Regions from separate parts of the Macaca mulatta genome. Here region 1 is linked to region 2. Evidence: chromatin contacts called from public Hi-C data. All regions are on one chromosome and are shown on one strand. The core of a region is the stretch at or near the end of the contact, and the rest is flanking DNA. Distances in the headings are between cores, read along the strand shown. Region 1 holds the start of ZEB2 (zinc finger E-box binding homeobox 2). Region 2 holds the start of GTDC1 (glycosyltransferase like domain containing 1).

Evidence for each region. A called contact is a pair of places that touch in the nucleus more often than the background predicts.
Region 1: a contact with region 2 is called in a Hi-C map of fetal cortex germinal zone, with 2.3 times the contacts expected there. The contact joins the promoter of ZEB2 here to the promoter of GTDC1 in region 2. A contact is called at or near these places in 2 of 14 Hi-C or Micro-C datasets (fetal cortex germinal zone and fetal cortical plate).

Annotation. Positions count from the first base shown.
Region 1 is chr12:49,472,864-49,477,782 of T2T-MMU8v2.0, reverse strand. ZEB2 (zinc finger E-box binding homeobox 2) reads left to right here and starts at 1,740. Exons shown (of 9, transcript XM_015110057.3): 1 at 1,740-2,180; 2 at 4,701-4,842. The coding sequence starts at 4,770. LOC144333377 (a long non-coding RNA gene) reads right to left here and starts at 2,160. Exons shown (of 2, transcript XR_013401984.1): 1 at 2,009-2,160; 2 at 1,217-1,904.
Region 2 is chr12:49,282,389-49,287,256 of T2T-MMU8v2.0, reverse strand. It overlaps GTDC1 (glycosyltransferase like domain containing 1), which reads left to right and starts at 3,400. Exons shown (of 12, transcript NM_001261488.2): 1 at 3,400-3,481.

The DNA.
Region 1 (4,919 bases), core at 491-2,990, 190 kb before region 2:
TTAATTTATCCAGTAGCTATTTTCATTATAGTAAATACTTAAGTTAGGAAAGAGGTGAGTCTGTAACCAACTGTGAAAATCTACTTTCTTGCATCCTAGAACAAGATCTAGCTGTGGTCGTGCTAGGTAGCTATTAACCCCTCCCCCGCCCCCGCAAAAAAAAAAAATACAAAATACAAAGACGTGTACCTCTGGGAGTGTGATGTGGCAACCCATGTGGTGGCTTGTCCCTCCTTTGAGTGCAATTGCCAGTGACTCTTGCATTCAAAGCCTTGCTTTAGGCACACATTCAAAGCACAGTTCAAAGCAGTTTATCTTAATATAGTGTTGGATCAGGGTATTATTTGTTTCAGATTTCATCAGACTGGAAACAGGAGGGTGTAACATATTTAACAATATTAAAGCTTAAAAAGTGGTGTGAGGCAGCTCTCTGGTCCTCTTAACACCTCCACCTTTACCTTTCCGAAGGATTCTAAATGCTGTGAGACTAGAAGTTTATTTGTGCTCTGAGGTTCTCAAGCACTTTCACTCTTTAGGGGAAAAAAAAAAAAAAGTCTCACAGTTATTTAAGAAATTGAGCCTGAACCATCCGAAGATAGGAGATTTCTTCCTTTTCCGATAAATGCCTGTGCTCAGCATCCTCAAATTTGGCTGTCTTTATTTACTTCTATATTAGTTCCAATTATGTGCAGTGTAAACCAGCTTTTTGATTAACAAAACAGCAGAGCATTGGTTAAGAACACTTAAACTTCAAAAAAATTCCCCTGGGAAGTGGGCTCTGAATTGGTTAATAATGTGCAGTACTTGCTAAATTGCTGACTTCCAGATGTGGAAAATATCTTTCTTGTTTAGGACCTATGTAACCTGATTGGATTACGACAGAAGCGTCACGTTGGAAGCTTTTGAGTGATTATTTAATTAACCATACAGTAGAAAGCTGTATTCTCCAGGAAATCCCTTCCATATTTGCATAACCAATCCCTTCAGAGCAAAGGTGGAGTCTTTTCTTTTTAATTTTACTTTAATTGTAATATCAAAAAATATATACTCCAAAACTTAGACCCCATGCCGTTTAATATCATGTTCTCCCTTCCCTGCTAAGTTTCTCTATGGCCTTTCTCTTTTCTCCTCCTGCCTCCCTACACATTCTCCCTTACTTTGTAGTGAGGTCTCCCCGAGGTGTAGAGAGATTCAGAGATCGGCCAACCGAGTGTTCTATGTTAATTTACTTAGAAACCCTTTATTAAAATGCCAAACTACTTTTTAATATTGGGATCCAGACCAGAAATTCATCATGCACACACCCTAACACACATGCCCTAAGATGCAGCTCTCATGAAGCACTTTTTTTTTTTTTTTTTCTGGCTCTGGTACCTAAAAAGAAAAAAATAATAATAATGGAAAGGGCAGTGAATTTTGTTCCAGAAGCTGTACTGAGATAGCTACACAATTTGATGTGCATCTCAAATCTGGTCATTAGAGATATCTGTATAAGAAGAGATGATCTGGATTGAGGACCCGGGATCTTTCCCTTTAACTTTCGCCCCTTGGAGTTCTCCAGTTCTGTGAATGGTGTGCACCGTTTTCCGCCCTGTACTCTGTAGGATTTAGTGATGAGGATAATGATGCCAAAGGCTTGACGGGCGGGGGGAGGGGGGGGAGAAGGGAGGGAGGGGGGAGGGAGGCGAAGGCGAAAGGGAGGGAGAGGAGGAAGGGAGGGAGGTGGAATTTCATTTCTTCCACTAAAGCGTTTGCGGAGACTTCAAGGTATAATCTATCCCAGATCCTTTCCCAGAGAGAAACTTGGCGATCACGTTTTCACATGATGCTCACGCTCAGGGCGCTTCAATTATCCCTCCCCACAAAGATAGGTGGCGCGTGTTTCAGGGTCTCTCGTCTCTCTCCTACAGAAAAGAAAAAGAAAAAAATGTCATTAGAAGAGGCGTAACACGTCAGTCCGTCCCCAGGTTTGTGTTTCCTGGAGTGGCCGAAAGAGATCAGTTCTAACCTGCTCCGCAGGAATAACGGTCCTGCCTCCCGACACTCTTGGCGAGGTTTTTGTACAGTTTGCTCCGGGAGCTGTTTCTTCGCTTCCACCTTTTTCTCCCCCACACTTCGCGGCTTCTTCATGCTTTTTCTTCTCACCATTTCTGGCCAAAACTACAAACAAGACTTCGCAGGTAGGTTTTTTTTCCTCCCCTTTTCTCTCTTTTTATCCCTTTTTGGTGTGCTCGTCCTCCATCCTCCTTTTCTAATTTTCTCATTTTGAGTGGGGATGTGAGTCTGAAGTGAGAAGGGGTGTCCGTGGGTATGAATTTCAGGTGGGTTTAGCTTCTTTGTGGCAAGCTTTTCTCAAGAGTGTCTTCTTCGCTTTCTCTTACACTTACACTCACACTTTCTCTCCTTGCTTTTCTCTCCTTTTTCCCTCCCCCAAATAATTTCCCCTGTACCTGTCCATTCAGGTAACCTAAGGTGCCCTTTGCTACTCAGCCCAGGAAAAGTTTTATTGAGAATTATATGGCTGGAATAAAAACTCATCAAGGGGAGAGGTCCTGCTCTATTTTCGCATCTAGTTCCAATTCATTATATTTAGCAATTAGGACTTGGCAAATACCTGTTAATAATTACAAAACTTGGTCAGTTTCAGACCTACAAATTCGGGGGCAAGTCTTTCTCTTAGACATGGCAGTTCATCCTCTCCCACCGAGAAGGCTGTTTTCTAAGCAGAAAGTTGTCTGTTTTTGTCTGCTTAGCGAGTTTCATTTCTTTATTTCATTCTTTGTGTGTGTATGTGTGTGAAGTAACACCTCACTTCTGTGATTATAAATAAAGAAGTGAAAGTCCTCATGGAACTTGAGTCGTTTACCAAAGTGGAGGGGGGGCACTACAGCTGGGAAGAAAACTGCTGTCAGGATATCAGGGTTTTAAATTAGGATAACTTTTAAAATTGTATTTTAAATGGCAAAGTAATATAGTCATGGATTTAATAGAAGACACATACACACATATATCCCATTCTATACTTTGGCACTGAAAAGTCGAGAGAGAGATAGCAGGAGTTCCCAGGAACAGTGATGAGCCCGGCTAACATGAATGTGTTTATCTCCCACCTACTGATATATTTTACATGCTCCCCCTGTAATGATGAAGGCAAGATTACTAACTCCAGACTTAGGAGTAACAGGCAAAGATAAAGTTTACAGCACAAAAGCCCTGTCTCTTTTACACACACATGCCCATAAAACTAGCAACTTACTTTATTAAACATGTATTTATATGCAGTCGTGTGTCTCAGGATGAATATAGACAGGCCAGCTGTTTCATCCCAGACACTTGTGTGACCATTTCTTTATTTCAGGATTTCCCCTAACAATTTCAAATCAATAGGGCAAGGAAAGAAATGATAAAATGTGTCAAACTTAAAAGTCTCCTACTATGTATGCCTACGTAAATTTAAGGTGCTTTCTAAAATATCCACTTCCCCTTCTCTCTGCCCCCCTCCCTTCACCCTTCTCAGCAAATGTGTGGAAACTGATACTCACTTTCCAGGTTTTCTGCAAAGCTTCTAGCACAGGAGACAATAGGTGCGGGGCGTGGGGACTGAGTGTGCCCGGCAGAGAAAGGGTTAATGGCCCTTGTGTTACAGTTTGCATCTGTTACATCTTTTATAGCCCCCTGTTTAAACTAATCCTCGAGGCACAGCATCTTCCCAACCTCCACAGAGTTTTCAGGATTCTCCTCCTCTCCTGCCTGCCTCCGAGGTTCCCCTTCTCCAAGTTTTGACAGTTTCAGCTGAAAAAATGCAGCGCCTCTCTCGATTTTTAGGTACAAAAGTTTCGAAGCCAGAAAGGATACGATCATTTAGTAGAGCTTAAAAGTATTGCCGTAGTGGTTGGACTTTCTCTTTCCTTTCTTAAGGGGGAAAAAAAATCTACTGGAACTATTTCAGGGAACCAGTGTGGGGGAGCATGTGTGTGAGTGAAGTGGGGGGAAATACTGTAAATATTGTCAAAGTGGCGAGGGGGGGTGGGGTAAAGGACAGTGTCCAAAGAGGCTTGTAATTATATTTCTTATTGCGGCGTAAAACGGGAAATCTTAATTTGGGGGCGAGGGTGGGGGGAGGAAGAGACAGTGCCTCGATAAACTCCAAAAGGGGAGGGGAGGGGGCGCTGGGCGAGTGGGCTTCCTATAATTACTATTATCAATTTGCCCGAGTGTGCTTCATCCAGGGGCTGTTTCGAGTTGTTTGTTTGTTTGTTTCCTCTGGGAAATGGGGGGTGTGTGGGGGGGGATGAGAAAAGATGAGAGTGAAAAGAAAACCTCGCCTCACCCCAAGTTCCCGAGCCGGGGGCTGAGGACTTTTCGGAGGAAAGGGTCCGCCTAGCCCTGAGTCAAGCGGTCTTACTGTACCGCCGTGTGCATTCCCTCATACGGTCAGGAGTTATGACTCATTTTGAAGATGTAATTCTTGTCTCTCTGATCCCCTCGCGGGTGCAACACACCAAACAGTAACAAACACAAAGCGCCTCGGGGCCAAGGCTGGGGGTGGGGGGCGGGGAGGGGGCCGCCGAAGTTTCGCTTTGGCGTTGGGGGGCGCGGATGGGTGCTCGCCGGGGCCCTGGCCCGGCTCCCCTGGGCGGCCCGCGCGCGTTTCAATGGGCGCGGGCGATGCCCACATTGTCGCTGTGTTTGGTTGCTAGATCGAGCCTGCGTGCTGCCGAAGCAGGGCGCCGAGTCCATGCGAACTGCCATCTGATCCGCTCTTATCAATGAAGCAGCCGATCATGGCGGATGGCCCCCGGTGCAAGAGGCGCAAACAAGCCAATCCCAGGAGGAAAAACGGTAAGAAGCGGCCCGAACCAAACTTTTCCGGGCCACTCCGCGGCTCGAGACCCAGGGAGAAGGAGGGGGAAAGGGAA
Region 2 (4,868 bases), core at 2,151-4,650:
TTCTTCAACCACATTGTAAGCTTCTGAAAGGCAGAGGCCCTTCCCTTTTTATACTTTTCTAGGCTTCCACACCTAGCAGAGTTCTGAGTAGAAACATACCAAAATGCATTTGGTACTTATTTAACAAACACTTACTGATTTATTTCCTACTATAACATTATATGCTGGATTACTGAGCACTTTTATATCAGTGGGGCTGAAGTAGAAATAAAAATTAGCTGACCATAAAACGCCAACAGGGACAAGAACGGGGTGAGAGTTTTCTTTTTCACCTTCTAATTCTATTTAAGCAGTAAACTACAGTTTTCTGGAATGAGTTTGTGACGATGAGGATCTACCTTGGGAAAATGTCTGGCTTCCTTATCGATCAATTTAGACGCTGTACCAGTGAGTGTTGATTATCTTCCAACTCTAAGGTGCGAAGGTCTGTATATCCTGTTATTGACTCTTTCCACAATCCTAAAGTCATTTTGGACTTCATTCTCGTCTTTGATTCTTATATATACTCAGTGAACCCAAGTCTTTCCTCAGTTGTATTCATGACCAATGATTCTTTTAAATTCTATTTGCTTCATTAGAACCAGACAAGGTTATGGTCGCCCTGTCTTGTCCTCCTCTCCCCATTGCAAGTTCACCCAGATGATTTCCTATTAGAACAAATACCTCAGGCTCAAATTTAGGCTCTTGATCACTGATCCTACTCTGTTATTTCAGTTAGTTTTCTGTTGTTTCTAAAATGAATCTCCTGTTTTAGCTCAGCTGATTCCTATCTTTTCCCTGGTTATTGATGTGCCTATTTTCTTCTTACTACCTTTGTTTAAGCAGTTTCCTTTACCTTTTTACTCCGTAAGCCAACCTAAATTCTAAATTTCATTTTTTGTCCTTTTTTTTGTTGTTATTGTTAAGAAGTCTTTCCTTAATTTACATGGATTATTATCTTAAAATTGGTAATTGACAATTGAATCCCTCATTAGTAGTATTGAATTATCATTTTGTGTTTCATATTTTACCTTCCCAATGATGTCATAATTTTCTTGGCAATAGGGACTTAATAATTCTTAAAATTAGGCACAGACCTTGTCACCACCGAGGATGAATGCATTTGGTTGGTTCATGGCTCTGGAGGTCTGGCCAGAATTGCCTGGATCATGCAGATGAACCCTGACTGAGATGAAAGTTGTGCAACAGGAATCCTTGAAATCAGTGGGACAAAACAGCTTCTGACAGAAATACCTTCTTAGCTAATGCCAAGTGCAATTTCATACATCACTCAGACCATGTAGGCAAAGCTGCAAAGTCAAGGAATTTTGATGTTGAATTGCTTTATGTAAGTGTTAACTATTAATATGAGCCAGATGCTGGCAGGTATGTGAGACAGAAAGTCTGAGTTTGAACCCTGGCTTTGTTTCCAATTAAGCTGGGTAATATTGGGTAAACAACTTACCATCTCTGGGCTTCAGTTCTTAATCAGGTTTAAAAAGATTTAAATGTTTTTCATTTTAAAATGAAAGGTTTAGACTCTCAATTAAACTTCCAGTTTAATTATAAAATTATGTAATCCTATTTTAAAAGCAATGAAATAGCAGCCACAAACTTTAGGATTTTTCAGATATTGTGGTTCGATTTAGAATTTTTCCATTTTACAATGGGTTTATCTGGATGTAACCCCATGGTAAGTTGAGGAACTTTTTATGACTTATGATGGAGTTACGGTTTCTACTGAATGCATACACATTTCATACCATCCTAAAGTTGAAAATATTGGAAGTCAAGGACCATCTGCTGTGTTGCTAGCATTAAATGCAATTTCGGCTTACAATACTTTCAACCTACATTGTGTTTACTGGGAAGTAACCCCATCGTAAGTGGAGAAGCATTTTGTACCTTATTCTGTGTAATAGGATTTGCTAGTTTCATATGCAGTCAGGAACACTCACTTTCAGGTTTTGGCATTTACTCTTTTCTGTTTCTCAATTTGTGTGAAAGTGGATGGACAGATGGTTTATTAGGCTTTCAAATGCTTACAATGCTGTTGTTCAATTCAACAACGGTTTTAAACTTTGAATGTCCACAGAGCTGGATTTTGTTTAGAACGGAAGATAGTTTCAACGCTTCAATTTAAGGATAAGAATATTTACTCACATAACTTAAAGCAACTTGTGGATATAACTACAAAGGCCTAACCGATTTCCTTTATTTTCGTATGTTTCTTAACTCATTTCCGCATCACAGCCTAACTCTTCCAAGTTGCAGTTTTAAAAATGAAGTTACTTAATAAACCAGACATACAGTTACATTTGCATGTTTTGCCTTGGCCAGAGTCATTTAACCTACAACCTCCTTCCAGATACAAAATCCTTTACTTCAGAAAGGAAATTTAAAGAAGGGCCACATTCCTCACTTTACAGTCAAAAGAACACCTGGGACTTCCTGGTACTCTTTTTACTATGTATGCTATAAATAAAAGAGTTAAAGTGAAATTAGGTCGCAGGGGAAAAAAAATCCAACACTTGTGAATTTTAAGCCCCAACAGAAAATCCCATTCCTTGGAATTCAAATGGCAATGAAAATATTATTGCACGAGGAAAATATAGATGGAACTATGCAAGTCAAAAGATGGTCTCCACTGCTGTCGCTTTGTTTTGTGATTTTTAATTACTCAATGTGACTCTCTTCGCGTAAGTGGGACCGCGAACATGCAATTATTGAATACTCAAACTGCATCAGAAGTGTGTGTAGTAGCCAGAACCCAAAGGACGCGAAAAATGGAGAGAAAGGAAGGCAAGAGCCTTGCCAGGAGGGAACCGAGAAGGTCCAGAGGGAGGGATACTAAGAGGCATTGGCAAAGCAGCTGTGGAGGAGGTACGGGCTGCACAGCAGGTAGGGGTGCCGGCAAGGGAGCCGGGAACGCACAGGAGCCCTGAGGCTCTAGCAGGCCGGGGAGTGGACTGGGAAATGAGATGCAAGGGTCCGGCTGGAAAACTGCAGGAGGAATCCGAGGTCGACCTAATGAACAGCACAGACCTTCCAGAAGGAAAGAGAAGGTGACTATGCGAGCTTAGAACAGGACTAGTAGGTTGGGGAAAGAGTACGAAAAAGCTGAAGGGGCGGACAGGGTGCTGACGAAATGGGAAAGGGCACGCAGGGAGGTGGGGAGCACAGCGAGGCCGGGGGACAGTGGGCAGGTGCGAGGAGCCTAGCCCGCGGGCCAGGGCGGAGCGACTCGCGCGGGCGGGAGCGGCCGCTGACTCACGGACCTAGCGCCCGCAGAGTCTGGGCGGTGCAGAGAGGCGGAGCCTCGATTGCGCGGGCGGGCCGAGGGGCGGGGCCAGCGCCTGACGCGCCTGGAGGCCGGGGCGGCCGCGGGCCGGGAGGGGCGGCGGCATCCGCGGCGGCCGCGGGGGAGGGGCACGGCGTCAGCGCGTCGCCGGCTGGGCCGCGCCGGTGGCCAGGAGGGAGAGACAAGGAGGAGGAGGAGGAGGTGAGTAGGCTCCGGGCTGGGGAGCCGCGCGGGCCGGCGGGGAGGCGGGGAGCGCGGCCCCTCCCCTCCCCGGCGCCCGCCTCGCGGGGCTGCGCTGCGCGGAGTTCCCAGAGGGGCAGCAGCAGCGGCTGCGGCGCGGGGAGCCGGGGGCGGGGGGTGTGGGGGAGGCGGAGCTGAGAGCCGCGCGCTTCCCGGGCGCACGCGCTGCGCTCCCTGCGCCGCCGTCCGCGCCGCGCTCGGAATGGGGCGTCCAGGCCGTGGCGTTTTGTTCCTTCTGCAAACTGGTCGTGTTCGAATTGCGTTTTCTTGGTGCCTACACGTCGTGCGTGCTGGTTTTCGCAGCCCGGCGCTCGGCTTCTTCCTCGCGCAGCCTGCAAGGACGGGTGGGGGCACGTCGCCCTCGCGCGGGAGAAGGGAGGCCGGGTGCCCGGGTTGGCCTGAGTTGGCTAGGGTGCTTCGCCGACCACCAGGCTGCCCGGCGCTTGGCCCCTTGCAGTGCGAGCCCCAGGCCTTCCTGAGGGAAACCTTCGCGTCTGGCTTCTGGTCGCCCTCAGTTACCAGACCTCACCAGCGTCCCACTCCCCTCTGCCAGCCGAGTGTGAGGACCCTCACTGTGCCCCCCATCCCGGAATCCCTCGTTTGAGGATTAAGCACATAATTTCCCATTTTCATCGGGATCCAGACAATCCCATTCTGTCCAGGTGGAAAGATTCTCTGAATTTAAGTCTTGGGAATCCAGCAGCGAAATTTAACCTTTAGTCCCGAAGTAGTTTTTTTGCCTTCTCCCGCACATACAAACTTTTAGAGTCTTCTGACAACTGCTGCATTAGGTTATCTTGAGATTCTTAAGTTAATGCCTTGAGGCGGTGTGATGTGAGGTTCAAAGAGAAGGCTTTTACAGCTTTTCCTCCACCTGTATCGCAGTTTGAAATGGAAAACGTGAGTTGATGATGATTTTCCACACGAGATGGATTTCAGTTTGCAGCCCCCGGCTGCCATGGCTCACGTTGGTTATTTGGTGCCTACCCCTGAAGTTGATTTTAAAGCTGAACATAGTGGTAAGGTAAAGGAGCTGCTGAAAAAGAAGTTCAGTACAATTCAATAGAGCCATTCTGTTGGCTTCTACTAACCTGTTTAACCTTAAGCTTTAACCATGACAGGAGTTTCATGTAGGAACGCACATACTAAGTGAAATATTGAATTTTAATTAGTGCGTTCCAGGTCTGATTTGGATTACATTCTTCTCGGCTCCCACTCCCTTTTGGTATACATTTTCCTTAGGGTCCTGTACTGTATTAAATGAAACAGTTTTAGTATTGAGGGTCACGAAACTTTCTTTGACATACTTGAAAACAATGAATAGGTAAAATCTGAAGCATAATACTTG